Regions from separate parts of the Zea mays genome. Here all the other regions are linked to region 1. A link is a contact called in public Hi-C data. All regions are on one chromosome and are shown on one strand. Each heading gives the region's core, a stretch centred on a gene start, on an enhancer-like site or on the middle of the called end of the contact. The rest is flanking DNA. Distances are from core to core; before and after follow the strand shown. Region 1 holds the start of LOC100283360 (UBA and UBX domain-containing protein). Region 2 holds the start of LOC100276679. Region 3 holds the start of LOC542286 (anthranilate synthase homolog1).

Region 1 (4,480 bases), core at 935-3,434:
AGCCAAATTGCTTGGGGTCCATTTTCCTTACAGTGGCCTTCTTCGTTCGTCCCCTTCATGGTTGACACAAACCGAGTCAGTGTCGGTCCTAAGGGACTTAAAGGGGAGAATGGTAATGGTTGCGTCATTACCTCAAGAATTCGTGTGCAGCCCATAGAAGAGGTAGTAGTAGTACTCCCTTTCGCTTGCAATTGCGCATCGACAGATTTTTCGAAGGAGTCTTGGTTTTCTTCTTTTCGGGGCCCGAAGATGGCTCTTTGCCGCCCTCTGACTCATCATCCTTTGTAGCCACATCTGTAGTTTTTCTTCGAAGCTTTCCTGATACCTTTAGAAACCCTTTTCCTTTTCCACAGTTTTAGTGTTAATAGCTGGATCTTCATAGTCTGGGTACTCAAAACTAATGACATTCATGACTCTATTGAGCTAAAGCTTCCCCCGGCTTCCAAAGATAGATGACATATCTTCGTGCTCCCTAGTAAGATAATTTACACATATCTCATTACACTTTTCCTTTATCAACCTATGCCATCCAACCGAAGGAGCCTTGTATGAAGATTGTTCCATAAAACCAAAAGCTAGTGTAACAGGTTCTCCATCTTTTGACTTCACCTCCTTCCTTTGTAATATTGAGCCTTGTACGAAGAAGCTTTCATGCGACGAAGGCCAGGATCTGCGCTGCGGAGAAAGGAGAAAATACAATGTTGCCCTGATGTAATTTATAAATAATGTGTGTAAAGCCTTGAGGGGTATGATTGTAATTTTTGTATAAAAGTGATTTGTCTTTCCTATAAATAGATGAACATTGTCATGTATAAGGTACCTTTTTAAGGGCCAAAGCTTCGTGTTGCTTAGACTTCGAAGAACCTTCGTGTCACCTTGTGTTAAGGAGCCGAAGGTATGCTTGTAAACTCATTTGACATAAAGGAAGATTGAATAAAAATGCTAAAGCACATGAGATGAGTTTCACACAACGCTTTACATTGTCTTTTCATATTGTTTCATTCACATTTTCTTTTGAAGACCTTCATCCTTCGCACCAACACTTCGAAGAAGTGTTAAACCAAAGGACGAAGGTCACAATATTTAACTTGTGTTGCCTTGATCTTCGATACCTTCAGGGGATTGAAATCAAGTACCAACATTTACCGAGGTTCAACTTTGAAGAGCTTACGTCCCCGTTGTGGTGTCCCAAAGGACGAGAGTTGCACCCAACCCTTCTCAAGTGATATAAAGATCAAACTTGAGACCACAATTTTCTCTTATATCAGTTTCCGTACAGAGATCTCCATAGATCAGAGTATCTTGCTAGCCATACACAAGTTGATGGGAGCTTGATATCCAATGAATGCAAGAGGGAGAAAGAAAGCACACACAAGAGCACAATCACAACACCAAAATATCGAAGAATACAGGCACAAAACTGAACCAAAGCTCTCTCTCGCAAATACTGGCACTTGGATCACTTTAATGTGCATCACTGATGCTTGGAATGAAAGCCTATGATCTTGTGTGAATTGGTGTGTTAAGGGGGCTCGTTTTGGTGTATATTTATAGCCCCAAACTCTCAAATAGCCATTGGAAAGAGCATGCATAGATCTGTTTTCTATTAGCGCACTGGACTAGTCCTCGGGCCACGTCGCGGTAACTGTTGCGGTAGTGGAGACTAGGTACTGAGCAGTTAATTGTGGTATGGCTGCATCTCGGGCTATGCGCACTTCATCTGACCCCTGGGCCTTTTGTTCGATTCACCCAACCCCTGTTTGTTTCCATTTCGTCCGACCTTTGAGAGATTCAGTCTTACCCTAGGGTTCGGCCTTCGGACGAGACGGAGATTTTCTCGTAAGATCGACTGTGACTTTTTAGAATGTTCTTATTTCTTATGACCCGTGGGTCTAGGATTTTTAACACCGACACCCCACGGTTAATTCATGGCGTTCACCGCGCTTCTGCACGACCGACCTTCTACGACGGTTTGGCATATTCTATCTCGAGTCGGATAACGACTATATGCAAACGTGTGATATCTTTTCTATCTTAAAATTGACTTTATAAATAATATTGTTTATAGAATAAAATAATAAAATCAATATTTTAAATAATTATATGTATTATCTGCGGATCACAATTCCTAATATACCCGCTCCCATATGTCACGACTCACGACCCTCGCGCCTTCGCGAGTCTCTCTCTTTCTCTCGAGTCTCGACACACCACAGCGGAAGCGGCTCGACTCGCTGAGTGACAAGACGCGACGCGACGCCAAGCCAAGACCAAATTACCAAACCCTACCCCTTCGCCGCGACCGCGATCCCCCACATCGTTGGCGATGAGCTCCTCCTCCAACAGCGGGAAGAAGCCGGCGCCCGCCGGCGGCCGCGGGGGGCCCACCATCCGCACGCTCGCCGACATAAACCGTGGCCCTGCCGGTTTCCCAGGTGCCGGAGGCGGCAGCAGCGATGACGACGAGCCCCAGGAGTACTACACCGGCGGCGAGAAGAGGTATATCTCAGCCTCTCTCGGGGGCCTGTGTTTCCTGATTGACTTTGCTGGGATTTTCCTGCGATCGTGCGTACGGGCATCGTAACCGCTGCCTCCTAGTTTTGTGGTCTAGTTAGGTCGTCTGGTTAGAGTGATAAGCGGCTTCAGCCTTCAGGATGAAGTCTCTGATCCTCTGAACTTTACGGTCTTTCGTGTGTTACTTTTGCGCGGATTTGACTTTGTTTTCCATGTGAGCTGTGCTATATAGGGCAACCGTGACTTCTGTAGATGTGGTATGAGCGATAGCAGTACCGTCTCATGCTCCCAAGTTGCAACTTATAAAAAATTTGTCTGTTTTTTATTCTTCAGAAGAACTATGCACTGTTAGCCTACCCTTGGCGTGCTTTGGGAAGTGAGCCTGCTTATAGATTTTGGACCACAGGATATTTCTTTCTCCGCACACGTATCATGTGAAATTGCGAGTGATCTGAACTAGAGCTGTTTCTGCATTGAACTGACAATGCTAAATTAATACAACTGCTACAGAATAAAAACAATTGAGTTCAAACTTGGGGCACATATGCTGACTGAAATTGAACGGAGAATTGTCCAAGCCCTTTGGTGCATTAAATTGTACATACACCTCAAATCATGACGATGCAAATTTGGTCACATGAAGACGTGCCATTCAAATATTATTATCTTTAACCCATAATGTTCTTATCCTTATTGCTCTTAAATTGCATTGTGCTTTGTGTGAGGAGTAATAAGCATCTGATGCAGTTAGTATAGTTAGTAGCATGATTAAATCACGCAACAGAGGAAATATGTATTTATGGGACATATTGCTTGTTATTTAAATTTTGGTGTAGCTTGCGCACAAATACAATTATATGGAAGAAAAGCACGTCATTCCTCTGGCATTGCTAGAATGGCTTTGGGTATATCAGATGCCAGTTCGAGTGTGTGCTTTTAGGCCTTGCTCGAGAGTGTTTCCTCTTGTGCCTTGGTTATCCGAACTAGAAATGCCAGGACAATTGGGGAAGGGTCCCTCGGGCGGGATACGAGATGACGAAATGTGTATGACGAATTGTCTATTCGAGAAAGGCGCTGACTACAGCTCATTCCTTGGATGCACCATAGGCCTGGTGCTAGAATCAGGTACCGTCATAACAACAACGACAACAACAACAAAGCATGTTAGTTAGTCCCAAGCAAGTTGGAAGGCTCGAGTTGAAACCCAACAAAAGCCACAAGTCAAGGTTCAATAACTCATAGGTGTGTTGCTAGAATCTGATACCGTTGACGGTATTTTTGATCTGGTTGGCACTCTTAGGTGTATTGCTGGAGGAGGGTTCTTATGTGGGAGTAAAAAGGAAGGCAAATCCCAAGAGGAACAACAACTTGTGAGCTTATTTTTGGCTTCAGATTGACTATGAAATGAAGGGCTATCGAATAGAAAGTAATGTTCATAGTTAATACTCCGCGTAAAAGTGTTTTTTTTTTTACTTTGAATGACAAGGAAATATGTTGTAGCTTTACGGTCCATTACTTGCCTTATTTTCGAAGGCATCTTGTTCCATTTTTTGGACCGCGCTTTATTTCATCTAGATTTTATGCAAAACATGGACATGATCTCCTGATCGTTTAGCTCAATATTTGGCTTTACAGAGAATCTCCACAAATTTATAGGGGATTTAAGTTTGTAACTTGACCTTGTGCCTTTTTGTTTGTTGCATGAGTAATTTGATATTTATCTTTGTAATGTCCAGTGGAATGCTTGTTCAAGATCCAACAAGAAGAAATGACGTGGATGCAATATTTGAACAAGCAAGACAGGCGGGCGCTATCCATGGAATGCCCCCTTTTCTTGGTGGCGAGTCTTCCAGCTCTAGGAGCTTTACTGGGACTGGCCGACTTCTTACAGGGGAGACAGTACCATCTGCTGCACCTCAGGAACCAGTACCAATTCGAATACGCCACAATATACATTTGTGGAACA
Region 2 (3,968 bases), core at 211-2,710, 150 kb before region 1:
GGAGATGCTGGGTAAGCTCTGTGGTCGAAATATGTCATCCGGTGCCCAAGCCCTTGTCTTGCTTTGAATCGGTTCTGGTTTCGCTGCATGAGAAGGTTCTGCAGTGGTCGGAGCTTGTGGGAGTGTCGGTGTGGGACCTGAACTCTGGTTACAAGAACTGTCATCGACATAAAGCGCATCAGCAGCCATTTCCCAATCATCGAAGACTTCACTCTCATCCTCAGGGCCGCCTGTATCCTCCTCAGCATCACTCACACTCCTTGAGCTGGACCATACACTGCTTCCACTGCTGAGGCTGGGACCACCGCCATTGCCAGGGAACCCCTTCCTCTGAGGGCAGTCACCACTTTGGCGCTTGTCTGAGCCTGGGGAGTCAAGGCCACTGCCATCTGCCTCAAGGCCAGCAGCAATAGCCTCATCCCTATCCTCCGGATCACTGCCCCTTGATCTGGAATCAGCACGGCGACGAGGAAGTGGAGGGTGCGGGGAAGCGAGTATGGGCGACCCAGAAACTGCTCCTGTTGGCGAAGCTGCAGATTTGGCATCCTTATTGCCTGAACCAATCCAAAACGAAATGGTATATCAGATTTAAAACGAATCCATAAAAAAGAACACAAACTTTACAGCTATATAACCACAATCCCCAATCAACGAACAGACGTAGCATTCAGAAGCAGCACCTGAAAAACATAAATTTCAGAAGTACGTCTCAGAGAAGATAACCTTGATCCGACGCATGGAGAGCTTAAATCCAGAAGAAGGTCAAAACGTCTCACAAAAAATATCATAACTTTGTATATAAAAACCGCGATCCAACGCATGGAGAGCTCAAATCCGTCATGCACACCACTGCCGAATCGTCAATCGAAAACCAGAAATCCCCAAAATCACAAACACGGATTAAGACTAATGTATCGCACAGACCAGACATGAGATCAGACCTTGCCCCCTAGACAGAAACTGCTCACGGCGTGTGTCGCGCTTGCTCTGCTTCAGCTTCGCCGCCGAGCGGCTCCCCTGAAAGGAACACCATAAAAGGACAGAACTCAGATCAGATCGGCACGCTGCGCAATCAAATCAAACCAAACCAAACCAAACCAGGAACCGAACCAGAGAGATCGCCCCGACCCCACCCCGAAAGGAAAATAGCCCGCTCTTACCCTCTTCTTCTTGGAGTCGCGCGCGGCGGCCGCCGATGCGGGCGATGCAGCGTCGCTGTTGCCCATTTCTCCTTGTAGTGAGTGGCGGCGGCGGACAGATGCGCGGCTGCCGGTCGTCGTCGACGCGCGTGCGTTGGGAGGAGCGAGGGTGCGGAGGATGGGGGAGCAGGAGCGAGAAAACCCTAAAAAGCGATGCGGCGAGCGGCGAGAGGAAGGCGAACCGATGGGTGGATAGATAACACGGCACACGGGGGCGGAGTTTTAGTGGAAAGAAAGGAGGAAATGGAGACGAAATCTGTTGGGCCTTTTCGTTTGGGGCGTCCGTTGCAGTTTGATCCAGAGCGGCGCTCTCTGAGAAAATGACGGAAATACCCTCCTCCGAGGGAGAAGGTGCCGTCGGATCGGGTCCCTCCGATCCGCGCAGGGGCGAAAGACGGGACGGGACATACCTGAGTGCTGCCTCGTTTCCGTGAGGATCTTTTCTTTGGCCGGGGGTGTGAACGTTTTTTATATATTTTTTATTTATAATTAATAAATGATATCAATGTTTATAATATTAATCTATATCTATTCTACATCTAATATTATATTAATGATCTAGCGGATTTAAACGGACTGATACAGCTGCAATCCATAAAGACAGAATATTATATACAAAAGTAAAGGCCATTTCGAATTAAAGTCAAACAAACATGCATCTTTTTTGTCTAGTTTTTTCTAGTCTATCCTCATCCTCTTATGTCTACTTGTGTCGCTGTGGACACACAGTAAAATTCTAAAAAGAATATTAGAGAGAACGCAGGCAAGTGACGTATTAAATCTGGCATGATCAAAAACCTACATGTGGTCAGTTTAGATAGGTTAAGGCTATGATAGGCATAATATCTTATATTATTTTCCTACTTATCGACTAATGAACACAAAGGCGAAGAAAATTATAACTTCAAGAACCAACATAGCACCATGACCACCTAGTTTCCCTTTGCACTTTGCTCTAGCAAGAGTTATAGGTTATTGGACCCTATGTGAGAATGAATCCCTATGTTTCTGGATGAATCCTCCAAAGAGGTGGCGTAGCGACCTCTTTAGTTTGTTAGGATTGTGTATCTGTGTTGGGAGACTCATGTGCCTCTGAATGTATGCCCATAGTATTCAGTTTGTTCCCCTTTTATATAGAGGGAGGAGAGAGTTTACATGTTAGTTGGACGATGGATTTGGTTAAATAAGAGCCAATAACCTCGATCTTATTCTGGTCACAAAGCCATACGCGGAGTCATGCCCTCGATCATGGCATCAGGGATATCCTTCTTATGTTGCTTATATAGATGTTGGAGTTTATGTCATGGAATACGGTGGAGTTGGTAGTCGTTGTATCAATTTATACTCATCAATGCTTCATGATACATTGGCATGCCCACACATGGCTACAAGGGTGATGCACATACCAAATAGTGGTCTTTAGTACCATGCTGCCTAAGCCATGGTAATAGTGCATCTGTCATGTTGTAACATTGAACATCACATATTTAATGTGTCATATGGGAGTCATGTTCGAAATGCCAGTGTTATGGGTCTATAAAGAGTAGGTATTGAAAGTCGCCTAGAGGGGGGTGAATAGGCAAATCTAAAATTTATAAACTTTAAGCACAACTACAAGTTGTGGTTAGCGTTAGAAATATAATTGAGACCGAAAGAGAGGGCAAAAACAAATCACAAGCAAATAAAGAGTGTAACACGATGATTTGTTTTACCGAGGTTCGGTTCTTGCAAATCTACTCCCCGTTTAGGTGGTCACAAAGACCGGGTCTCTTTTAACCCTTTCCCTCTCTCAAACGGTCACTTAGACCGAGTGAGCTTTTCTCCTCAATCAATTGGGACACTTAGTCCCCACAAGGACCACCACACAATTGGTGTCTCTTGCTTTGATTACAAAGTTGTTGAGAACAAGAAATGGGGAAGAAGAAAAGAGATCCAAGCGCAAGAGCTCAAAGAACACGGGCAAAACTCTCTCATCTAGTCACTAATTGCTTTAAGTGGAATTGGAACTTGAAGAGACTTTGATTCAATCTAATTGTGTCTTGTATTGAATGCACTAGCTCTTGTATTGAATGTGTTGGCTGAAAAACTTGGATGCCTTGAAGTGTGGTTGTTGGGGGTATTTATAGCCCCAACCACCAAAATGCCCGTTGGTGAAGGCCGCTGTCGATGGGCGCACCGGACAGTCCGGTGCGCCAGCCACGTCACCCAACCGTTAGGGTTCGACCATTGGAGCTCTGACATGTGGGGCCACCGGACAGTCACTGTTCACTGTCCAGTGCACCTTCTGGCGCCTGCTCTGACTTCTGCGCGCGCAGTCCGCACTGTAGTGTTGTCAGCCGACCGTTGAACTCGACCGTTGGCGCAGTAGTCGTTGCTCCGCATGGCACACCGGACAGTCCAGTGCTACACCGGACAGTCCGGTGAATTATAGCGGAGAGCCATTTCTAGAAACCTGAAGCTGAGCAGCTCGAGTGGATTCACCCTGGTGCACCAGACACTGTCTGGTGGTGCACCGAACACTGTCCGGTGGCCCACCGGACAGTCCGGTGCGCCAGACCAGGGCTGCCTTCGGTTTCTTTTGCTCCTTTTTATTTGAACCCTTTCTTGGAATTTTTATTGGTTTGTGTTGAACCTTTGGCACCTGTAGAACTTATAATCTAGAGCAAACTAGTTAGTCCAATTATTTGTGTTGGGCAATTCAACCACCAAAATCATTTAGGAAAAGGTTTGACCCTCTTTCCCTTTCAATCTCCCATTTTTGGTGATTGA
Region 3 (4,278 bases), core at 680-3,179, 160 kb before region 1:
TGTTTTAAGTCCGAATTTTGCAATAAAGGAACGTTATAAGCATACTGTGGAAAAGGGAACACGATAACACATGATCCACACAACACCAAGAATAAAGAATGCTGTTATGATTCTGGTTTTACCGTTATATTATCGACCTAAAAGTGCAATTTTCAAGCAAGTGTGCCTACTGCCTACAAAAGGTTTCTTATGTAACTTTGTTTACACTTTACAGAGAGTGACAACATAGTCGTTTAGGACGTGAATGTGACAGATGGGTATTTCCCCCCAAGTATGGATGCCTACTAATAGCAGATACAAATTCCATCAAAAGGTTCATAATGTATAACAGCATCATGGAATACATTCCTAGCATCCTTGTGATCATTATATCCTATCAGTTGATCTCATTACATGCACACTTGAAAAAAGCACGATGCAATTGCAAAGCGACAATAAAAATCATAACATTGTCACAAACAAACAAATTTACTAAAAACACAGACAAAAAATTGCATGTATATGCATATAATGCATCTTACTTTGGAACTAAGACGGTTCGCTGGGGTTGCACCTAGAGCTCTAGGGGCACCCTAAGCCGCAATGGTTGCCTCTAAAGAATACCCCAAATTTATGCGTAGGTCCTCCTACCCCTAAATCTAGGGTGTTCTTTCTCTTTCCCCTAATTTTTTATACTCTAAACTAAGAATTAAACATAGAATTAATATGTACGTGTCGTTTTAGACTATGACAAATACATATGTAAAAAACTAATTAAAAATATATTAGGAATATGGTGTATTATGCATAGGGAGATGAATTTAGAGGGAATCACTACGGGTGTTCGTATTTAGAGGGATGGAATCTTTTAAAGGGTGTGAAGAAATGGGCTTTAGGGGGATGATATGGAGGGAACCGCTGCGGATAGTCTAACATCACGAGTGAAACGTGAAAGGAACTATTCCAGTTCTGCACAGCCAGGGGCAGATCTAAACCCCGGGCCACCCGGTCCGTGGCCCGGGGCATGATCCATACAAGTCCATATAAATTTATTTGATCCAGTCTAAAAAATAGTTAATATAAAAAGGAAGGGAAGGAAATTTAATGGACTTGACTTGGCCCTCGGCATAAGAAAATTCTAGATTCACCCTGCACACAGCAATTCATCTTGCAAATATTCTTGAACTAACATCGTGAGCAACACATGAAAGAAACTATCCCACCTGGGCATAGCAATTCATCTTGCAACAACCAAACACTACACAACTCAACGAGGGAAGATGTCCAAACAAATGTCCAGAAATGCTTGCTGCAGCTGCAACCAGATGTGTAACCGCAAACAGGAACTATGGTACGTGCAAAGTATGAACCCACCCCACCTGTGTGGCCACAGCCCGCAGGCAGAGGCAGCCGCCACTCATCTCCAGTCGCAAGGATACCGCACGCACAGATCACATATAACCCACACCATATTTCGGAAGGGAACAGGCCCCCCACAACAGGAAACATAGAACGACAAATTACCTGGCAGAGGTTGTATGTGAAGCTGTCGTAGTTGTCGATGACGATGATGGGCTGCTTCTCCGTGGCCGGGCGGCCGTCCAGGTCGGCCACCGGTGCCGCCGCGGCCGGCCCCGCGGCGGCGACCAACGGGAACGCCGCTCCGTTTCCCTTAACCGACAAGCCAGCGCTCGCGAAACCTGCGGGTGGTACGCAGATACAAGCGGCCCGTCAACAGTGCGGCGGACCAAGCCAGGAAGGGGGGGAGAGAGAAGGTGGAAGAGGCGATTCGTACGAGGCGTCGACCGGAGGCGCGCGAAGGCGGAAGCGGGAGAATGCGCCGGGGAACGAGCCGCCGCTGCGGCGGGGGAGGAGACCCCCGCGGCGGCGATGTGGGAGCAGGCCATCTGGGCGGTGCCGGTAGGGAGGGGGCGAGGGTGGGCGGAGGTGTCACGTGTTTGTAGAGTGGGCGAGGTTTTGCTGCCTCTATAAATAGAATTTTACAGACATTGGTGAAAAAGAAAACGTTTTTGGGTCAGGCTGATATCTGGGGTTTTTATCGTTTAAAGTTTAATAATTAACGACAGGAGAGAGAGAGAGAAAGACTGAAAGAGAGAGTCGCGTGGAGCAGCTGCAGCAGCGCATTTTCCTCGTTTTCCACTTCGCGCCGCCGCCACCGCGCACTGACGTGACGTGGTGTGGTGCTGGTGTCCCGCCCTGCCCGGAAGGGAACAGGTAAACACCTGCGGATCTCCGGTGCTGCGACGTCGCGGTCAAAACGGCACCAGTGATCTCGCCGGAGACGCCGGTCTCACTCCGTTGCATCTTCTTTATTGTTTTAAAAAAGAACGAGTGGTGCTGGTATTGGTAGGTGAATGGAAGGGGGGGGAGGAAGTAGCGGATTGGGTTAGATTCGAGCCTAGCGCATGCGTCCATCGATTTTAATTTTAAAATGTTCAGGGGTGGGGCAGGAATCGGTCGACAGTCCATGCATGCGATCTCTATCCGATCCCGGGCGAATGAATCGGTCGTCCGTATCTGTATTGAAGAGAGATGACTGTACTTGCCGCTGTTAAAGTGAAGTTCCTTGATCGACAAAACGCTCCTAGCGAGCGGAATTGATAGCTAGGATAAATAATTGGCTACTTTGGAATCTCGGGCGGAAATATCTGTTGCACTCTACTTTTTATGCTCCAAACTGTCTACTACTAGATTGGATTAAAAAACTAGAAATAGCATGCAAGTCTTTACACCGGCAAACAACACGTGCAAGGATTGAGTTATAAAAGAAACACCGTGCAAGGACCTCGTTTGGTTTTAATCTTTCAACTGTGTTTTGTCACAATGAATTGCAGCAGCAGCAACATTTTGAATAACTGGTTTTAATTCGAAGCGAACAGCTGTCTCTCTCTATTCTAGCAATTGTGCTGTCCAGCGCCACGGACAGAAATTTTCGCTTCTTCACGAAGTTGTACATGAAAGACGACTCTGTGATACCCGATTTCATTGTTGAACACCTGCAGATGAGACTAAATGCAAACATCAGCATGGATCTCTCATCTCTGCATGGATTTCTCCGATGAGGAAATAAGCTAGTGATGATCTATTCCAAATAGGACTTATAAAAGCCCAGGTTCCGGTACTTTTCCAGGTAGATTTATCCAAAGAAATTAGGATCTTCTAGAAGACGATGTGACCATCAAAGGGATCAAACAGTTCTTCCTTTCCACTCATATGTCTGAAGGCGTGCAAATGACACATTAATTATGCTAATTCCGAAAGAAAAAAAAACAAAACAAAGATGCAGACGGCCTCAAAGATTACAGACCAATATTTTGTGCAACGTCGTCATCTGGCTCTGCAAAATGTTTGGTGTTAACAAACTCTGTCCCATCTTGAAAGAGATTATTGTGCCAATTAGCCCAAAGTGCTTTGATTCCCGGTCATATGATCTTGGTGTTGGAGGTCGGAGACGACGAGGAGGAGACCAACGTGCTACCTAGAGCTTCGCTGCACCGGCAGATGTTCTCGGACATGGTGGCCAATGGCGACGGTGACTTGAGCTAGCATGGACTGAACACAGTCATTGAACGCCTGAACGTCATTGCAAAGTAGCAAAGGCTGCAGCAGCAGGCAAGATGGTGTTTTTTTATGGAGATTGCAGGCAAGATGTTCTTCGGAATGCAACACTGGACCCGAAGACTTCTATATTTTTCACGAATAAAATAAGCTATTGCTTTCCTATTATGTTTACATGGAGCACTCGGCAAATAGCAGGATTTCCGTAGTGTATCTCTAGCCTGTTGAGTAAACTGTTTTGCAGGTAGCAGGTTTTGTTTGCGGAATCATTGATAGCTCCTAATTTCATCAATGAATGTACCTTTCCTGTGAAGCCCAATATGTTTTGGTTAGCTTGTCGAAATATTTCTACTAATGTTTAGTTTATACACTTTAATATGATTAAAAAAACACCACCCACAGCGCACACGTTAGACACTTGTATGATAAAAAGCTTTTGGTGGGGAGATGAGCATGGAAGAAGGAAAAACCATTGGCTTTCCTAGGACACAAAATTACCGAACCGAAGCTACCTAAGAGGTGATATATGTTTTTTAGACGTAGCCTCCTCAACTAAGCTCTTCTTGTTAGGCAAGCATGGTGCCTGTTAAAGTTCTTTGATAGTATATGCATGAGACGGCTAAAGGCAAAATATTATCCTCATAGATCACCGTAATATTCTTTCTAGCAGACTCTTCTACATGAAAAGACACTGAAAATGGATTTGATTTGGTAAAAAGG

What was found. A called contact is a pair of places that touch in the nucleus more often than the background predicts.
Region 2: a contact with region 1 is called in a Hi-C map of leaf, with 6 times the contacts expected there. The contact joins the promoter of LOC100276679 here to the promoter of LOC100283360 in region 1. A contact is called at or near these places in 12 of 25 Hi-C or Micro-C datasets (bundle sheath, ear, endosperm and 4 more) and 1 of 3 datasets of contacts at active chromatin or transcription factors (seedling).
Region 3: a Hi-C map of ear shows a contact between it and region 1, with 2.6 times the contacts expected there. The contact joins the promoter of LOC542286 here to the promoter of LOC100283360 in region 1. A contact is called at or near these places in 3 of 25 Hi-C or Micro-C datasets (ear, leaf mesophyll and tassel).

The regions. Positions count from the first base shown.
Region 1 is chr2:42,624,028-42,628,507 of Zm-B73-REFERENCE-NAM-5.0, reverse strand. LOC100283360 (UBA and UBX domain-containing protein) reads left to right here and starts at 2,184. Exons shown (of 4, transcript NM_001156261.2): 1 at 2,184-2,499; 2 at 4,251-4,480. The coding sequence starts at 2,327.
Region 2 is chr2:42,769,915-42,773,882 of Zm-B73-REFERENCE-NAM-5.0, reverse strand. It overlaps LOC100276679, which reads right to left and starts at 1,460. Exons shown (of 3, transcript NM_001150406.1): 1 at 1,161-1,460; 2 at 942-1,017; 3 at 1-554. The coding sequence starts at 1,226.
Region 3 is chr2:42,787,692-42,791,969 of Zm-B73-REFERENCE-NAM-5.0, reverse strand. It overlaps LOC542286 (anthranilate synthase homolog1), which reads right to left and starts at 1,929. Exons shown (of 8, transcript NM_001305858.2): 1 at 1,775-1,929; 2 at 1,504-1,679. The coding sequence starts at 1,886.